Linked DNA regions of Mus musculus: region 2 is linked to region 1. Evidence: chromatin contacts called from public HiChIP or PLAC-seq data. All regions are on one chromosome and are shown on one strand. The core of a region is the stretch at or near the end of the contact, and the rest is flanking DNA. Distances in the headings are between cores, read along the strand shown. Region 1 holds the start of Bpifb5 (BPI fold containing family B, member 5). Region 2 overlaps Cdk5rap1 (CDK5 regulatory subunit associated protein 1).

The links. HiChIP or PLAC-seq counts read pairs in DNA pulled down with a chosen protein or histone mark.
Region 2: a contact with region 1 is called in an H3K27ac HiChIP or PLAC-seq map of embryonic stem cells, with 13 read pairs. The contact joins the enhancer-like site here to the promoter of Bpifb5 in region 1. A contact is called at or near these places in 1 of 39 promoter capture datasets (embryonic stem cells), 2 of 484 Hi-C or Micro-C datasets (trophoblast stem cells and ventral hippocampal neurons), 8 of 115 datasets of contacts at active chromatin or transcription factors (astrocytes, embryonic stem cells and large pre-B cells) and 2 of 9 other capture datasets (adipose tissue and embryonic stem cells).

Annotation. Positions count from the first base shown.
Region 1 is chr2:154,222,097-154,225,240 of GRCm38.p6, forward strand. It overlaps Bpifb5 (BPI fold containing family B, member 5), which reads left to right and starts at 1,646. Exons shown (of 15, transcript NM_144890.2): 1 at 1,646-1,797; 2 at 2,842-3,058. The coding sequence starts at 1,689. It also overlaps a transcript of Cdk5rap1 not described here.
Region 2 is chr2:154,334,064-154,337,124 of GRCm38.p6, forward strand. It overlaps Cdk5rap1 (CDK5 regulatory subunit associated protein 1), which reads right to left. Exons shown (of 14, transcript NM_025876.2): 14 at 1,323-1,554. The coding sequence ends at 1,468. Among named protein-coding and RNA genes, the nearest start is that of Bpifb9b, 28 kb to the left of the region's middle. Within about 2 kb of position 1,743, at least 17 of the 459 cell types and tissues checked have an H3K27ac peak or open chromatin away from gene starts, as enhancers often do. A contact at or near this core is called in embryonic stem cells and trophoblast stem cells, where this site is marked.

The DNA.
Region 1 (3,144 bases), core at 396-2,895:
ACAGTTCCAGGGACTCTGGTGCCCTCTGACTGCCAAAGCACATGCCCACACGTGGTTCACAGAATCTCATGTAGGCACACACACACATACATACATACATACATACACATAAATTTTTTTAAAAATCTTAAAATATAGAACCCAGTCTTCTCTAACATATTCCATCAAATCTGTGAACTTTCGCTGACAGTTTGTCCTGCTGGCTGAAGGAAGCGCTTCAGAACAAGCCATGGTCAGCCTCGTGCTTCCTGTGTGCTTCCTACGTCTCTGCTGTCTCCTGGAACTCTGTCTTCCACCAGTTCTCAAGCCTGAGCATCCAGGTGAAAACTGGAACTCCTGAGGGAAGGATGGGAAAGGAAGGGGAGAGATGATGTAATGATATTATAATCTCAAAAGAAAAAAAAAAGTTTAAAACAAAAAAGAAAAGGAAATTGGCGCTAACACCTGCCCTGCTTGCACCCTGAGTTGAAAGGAGAAAATTCTGTTGAAAATCCCACGACAACTGGGGACAGCTGTTGGTGGCTGCACCACCCGATAATGAAGGAGCCATGCTCACATAGTCAGGGGCATGCAGGAGCAAGGGGTGCTGGGTTCCCACAAGACAGGGACTCCATAAAGGTAGGTGGCAGGCTGCTCTGTCATGGAACTGCTGTGGCAGAACCAGCCAATCTCTGGGTCCTTTCTGGGCCCCAGCATCAAACCCCAGCTTCCTCTGGCATCCTCTGGCATCCTCTGATATGCTACCCAGCCCTGATGGAGGTGCTTACTCCTTTGTGTCTCGGCTCCCTTATGTATAGAACGCGCATGATCATAACGGCTTACTAAGCCTTCCTGTGCACCAGGCCTGTGCTTACTACTCCACAGTTGCTGCCCCGCTGACCTTCACCATCTCCCCAAAACCACGGTAGGTTTATCGTATTCCCAGTGAGGCTTAGAAGGAAACGAACTCGGCTTGTTCTCCATTCCTCAGCTCTTTTAGGACCTGTCTGCAACTTTGGTGACCACATCTGAGTAGAAATGATTTAAGAGCCTAGGTGACATACACAGGAAGGACATGGGAACAGCAGGAACAAGGTGGACATTACCAGCTTCATCAGGCGCCTCACCAGCTCACACATGCACACACACACACACACACACACACACACACACACACACACACACACACACCCTTACCACCTTGGGATCTATGCCAGTCACATCTTTAGCAGCCTCTGTACTCCACACAAGAGGTGGAGATATGCCAAAGGAAAAGGGCCCAAGCCCAGCCCACTTCCTCCTTGGGGTCCAATTGCCACATTCTGAGCTTGTTTTCCTCCCACCCCTGCCTCAGTAACAGGCTCTATCCGTTTTGGCCAAAAGCCCCTGGCTGCAAAGTGCCAAGAGAAGTGAAATCTCCCGCTGAAGAATTGAGCATGCCAAGCTCTGGCCTGGGGCCTTGGCTTCCCACCATGTGCCCACCCTTCACTTCAGAGCTTGGTGTATACGAGTAGTCCTTTAAGAAAGCTGGTGTCACAGGCCTGAGAGAGCTGGATCCATAAGGGAGTCAGGCCCCGCCCCGCGCAGGAATGTCAGAACATCAAAGGATGGGGGCGGGGCACAGAGTGGGGTCACGGGGCTGCGGGCCCCTCGAGAGGACTTAAGCTCTCACTCCCCTGGCCAGCCGGGGCGCAGGCTCTGAAGCAGGGATGCTGCTGCTGTGGGCACTGCTGTTATGCTGGGGGGTGCTGCCCCAAGCCCGAGGGGCAACCCACACTCATCTCTTCCTGCGGATCAACAATAGCCAGCTGGAAACAGGTGAATCTCAAGGAATGAGCTTGAAGAAGCATGACTTTGGAGAAGGCAGAGCAGTGGACAAGAGCTCTGGGCTTCTTCCCCTCTGGTGTCCATTTACCAGCTGCCCACAGCTGCCCTTGCCCCTCCTCTGCTCTCACACTTGCTTTGCCTCCCTCTTGCCATGAGCAGTCCTCACCCTGTCATTCAAACCCTCCAGTGTCTCCCTTGCCTCCTCTGCCCACCACGTAGAGGTCACTAGAGGTCACGCTGCCTCTTTGGCTGGTGTGGGCCCATCCCCCTTTCTCTCCTTCTCAATGTAGAATGCTCTGACTGGGCTTGGCAGACAAAGTCCTTACCACCTCTCCTGCAGAAACATCCTCTGATCTCCCTGTAGCAGTCAGGTCTCTCCTGGCTCCCACTGCCCTCTGGTAAAACCTCTTCAATGGCCTTATCCAGACATACACCTGCTAACCTGTCTGCCTGCCTGCTGTTCTCCCTGCTGCTTGTCTGCGGGGCGCTTCTTGTCACAGCTTGGGGATCTGTGACCTTGGAGGCATTTGCATGGGCTGCTGCTCTCCCTAGACTTAGGTCTAGCTGAGTTCTTTCTCCTTCTTGGGGTGTCTGCCCTAAGCCTCCTCCTTACAGCAGACCCTCATGTCCAAAGCAGGCCCTCCACACCCCAGTCACACTTAGAGTCTAAGTGTTTCTCTGTAACACTTCTAAAACTTACTTTACTGACTGGTATGAGTTCTAGTTTGTCTTTCTCCCTGACTGCCATGTCAACTCCAGAGCAGCAGCAGGAGCCACGCTGTTCCTTAAGCCCAGCAGACTGACCTATGGGCTGAGCTAGGTGGCAAGGCAAGGCTGAGCCAGGACAATGACTTAAGCACAGGAGTTTGAAACCAGCCTGGGCGATACATTGCGATCTGAGCTCTGGTCTCCTCATAAGAACTTGTTGCTGAATGGCTGTCTTATCTTCTAGCTGGGTTCAGGTGCCAGTGGCTATTTGCTGAATGGCTGAATGGACCCTGAGGAGTTTTTTTTTTTTTTTTTTTTTGTCCCCAGACATCTCAAATCTATTATCAGAGAACCAGGTCCTGGAGGGTATGATCAGGATGGCTGTGACTGGATCCCCAAGTGAGGGTGTGTCTGTCATGGACTCCCTGCCCTTCGTCAGAGAGGAGCTCGTTGACAAGAAGAGTGGGCTGGATCTGTCATTGGTGGGGGACCTGCTCTCTGGGAAGACTATGCCTGAGCTGAAGAAACTGCTGACGACAGCCGGGTGAGTGGCCATGCGGTAGCCTGGGCCTCTCTTCTCCCTCAGGCCTTTCCCTGTCAAGCAGAGGAGAGGTGGGCAGGCAACCTGGG
Region 2 (3,061 bases), core at 493-2,992, 110 kb after region 1:
AGGCTATCTTAGAGTGTTTAAATATGGATGAAACACATTTGTGGGAAACTAAGTCAGAAACTAAGCAACCAACTCTCCTATTTAAAACCTGTCAATAGCTTCTCGAGCTGACGATATCTGTGGGCCATCTTTGAGTTAATCAGACCTGTTTGTAGAAAAATCTTTTAAAGGTTCATATTAGTGCTATAAATTTAGGGTGAAGACTTTTCTGTTGTTTTCTTTATCTTTCTGGCAGACACCAAGTCTCTTTGGTGGCTGGGGTAAAAGGAACAAGAACAACAGACTTGGTAAAGAGAGCTAGTACAGCACTACATGTGACCAAGAGTAGAGACCGGTTCTGATCTAACAACTCTTCAAGATGAACACTGAAATAGAACCAACTGGCCAGAAGTGAGCCAGCACCAAAGCAAACTCCCATGAGCTATCTATCTATCGTGCTAGTCAGCAGAGTGTCCAAAGCAGATCACAGCCAGACACAATTAACAGCTCAGGATGCCCAAATACGCAGTCTGTTTCAGCAGCATATTTTTCAAGGACTATTTCCATTTGGTAGGAGCTTACAGTTTATGAGGATCATTTGCTCAGAATGCATCAAGCTCTAGATGTGATCCCCAGATGTTCCTCCCTGGTGTGATGGGTGGCACATACCTCTAATTCTATCACTCAGAAGTAAGGAAAGGCAAACTCAAGGTCAGCCTGCATTACAAAAAAACCTACCTGGGGGGTGAGTGGGTGAGAGCTCTCTAAACATTTTTCTTCACCAGCACCCCCATCACACATGAACACACACACCACACACACACCACACACACACCATACTCACACTCACACACACACACACACACACAGTACTGGGGATCTAACCCAGGGCCTTGTTTATTCTAGGCAAGCACTATACCAGAGTTATACACAGAGCCTCCTACAATGCTAAAGGAGGTGGGACTTGAACTGAAATCCAGCTCTAAATATCCCATGCTACTATCTCAGTTTGATTTTCTTGCTTTTTGTTTTAACTTCATGAAAATGACTACAATGGTAAGTGGTAAGCCAAGGACCACTGCTCAGATGGCCCACTAATAGGTAAAAACATTTTCAAAAACTCCAAGTGCTTCTACATCTAAATGGGAAAGCTGAAAAGATGCCCATGAGGGAAATCCTCAGGCCAAATCAACCAACCAACCAACCGATGGTGGTTAGCGTGGTTAGCGGCTGAGTAAATAGCAGTACAGAACACTCGTGCTGAGAAGCATCCAACAGAGAGACAGGAAGAACCCCACAAATAAGCCAAGACAAAAATGAAAAAAGTAGACAAGGAAGCCATTAATTTATGAAATTTATTATTGTAACAGTTGTTCTATCGACAACAAAGAAATGTACTCTTCCATTTGGTGCAAAGGTGCTTCAAGACTATTACATGTCTCCAAAGCATGAGAAAAACCTGCCCAAGTCCACTCCTAATCCAGCAGCTCAGGTCGTGCAATACGTCAATGAGTCTTTCATAGTGGTCCTGCAGAGAATGTGTCCTTTCAGGGTCTGAGAGCTGGCAGAGGTGATCTGAAAGAAAACCCATCATAGAAGACAAGGTAACCTGACAGCACCATGGGGACAGGACTTGGATGGAGATGACAGGAAGTGCACAGTGCTTGTGCCGCCTCAAGCCTGAAAGGAAGAGGTGCCAGACAGAACGGAATACACAATCCAGCCAGCCTGGAAGGCCCAACTGCAGTGATCAGTATTCTGACAGGGCACATGGCTGCACACCTGACTGGCTGGAGCCATCAGCTCAGCTTGAGCTGACCTCTGGCTCGCCCAGCGTTAAGGAGAGGGCCCAGCCTTCCACAGGAAGGGAGAACAGAGCCACAGGCTCCTGAGTGGACTGGGCATAGCAGGACACACCTGGGCCTGCTGGGAGCCACAGTAATGCAGCAGTGGACCCAGAGGGGAGCTTTCTTCCCTCCGCAGTTCCCTTCAGTTTGTTGTTACGGAGACCAGAAACCATCTCCCTGACTGCTGGTGCTTTCTACACTCTGTGAACACTTCCTTTTCCAACAGAGAAGGGGCCTCCAGAGCCCTGTGTTGGCCACCAGCTCTGGATGGAGTTTTGTGACATTGTTTTCATTATGCTTTTTTTGGGGGGTGGGGGGTTCGAGACAGGGTTTCTCTGTGTAGCCCTGGCTATCCCGGAACTCACTTTGTAGACCAGGCTGGCCTTGAGCTCAGAAATCCGTCTGCCTCTGCCTCCCGAGTGCTGGGTGGTGCGTGTGCCACCACACCCGGCTATTATGCTTATTTTTATGCTTATTTTTTAAATTACTTTCTATTTATGTCACAAATTCTGGCTTTCCATTTATGGAGGGATCTAGAATGTCCTTTTGAAATAATAAATTTAGGGTCTTTTAAAAAATTTTTTCAGTTACTGGCTGGTACCCAAATGAATGTATTTGTTTGTTAGACATATCTGTGTTTTACATACAGAGTAGGTTTATAATGTAAAATTACAAAGTGAGTTTTATGATTTTTGAAAAGCCAGGAAAGTTAGTATTGTGATTTAAGGCAACAGTCACAATGACTCTGACGCATATGTATGTTCTTCTGAAGTGGCACTTTGTTACTGTGAGTATTTTTCCTTTGGGGTCAGGCAGATCTCTAACACTTTAAATCCCAGCTGTTAAACAAACAAAAAAAAAATGAAATAAATGGATTTTACCAATGAATACACAATTTGTAATGTCCTTGAAACAGTGCCTTGTGAGTATTTGAATAGAGGATATAAATTTTTATATTGCACTTGTCATAAATGTGTTGTTGTGGTTTAAAAAAAAGTTTTGCTCTTACTGAAAATAGACTTTTTCCTCACATAATATCCTGAATACAATTTCCCCTCCTTCTACTCCTCTCAGTTCCTCCCTGCCTTCCCATCTACCTCAATCTACTTCTTTGCTCTCCTTCAATAAATAAATAAATAAATAAGTAAATAAATAAGTAAATAAATAAATAAATGGTTAGCTGGGCAATGGTGGCGCACGCCTTTAATCCCAGCACTGGAGAGGCAGAGGCTGGT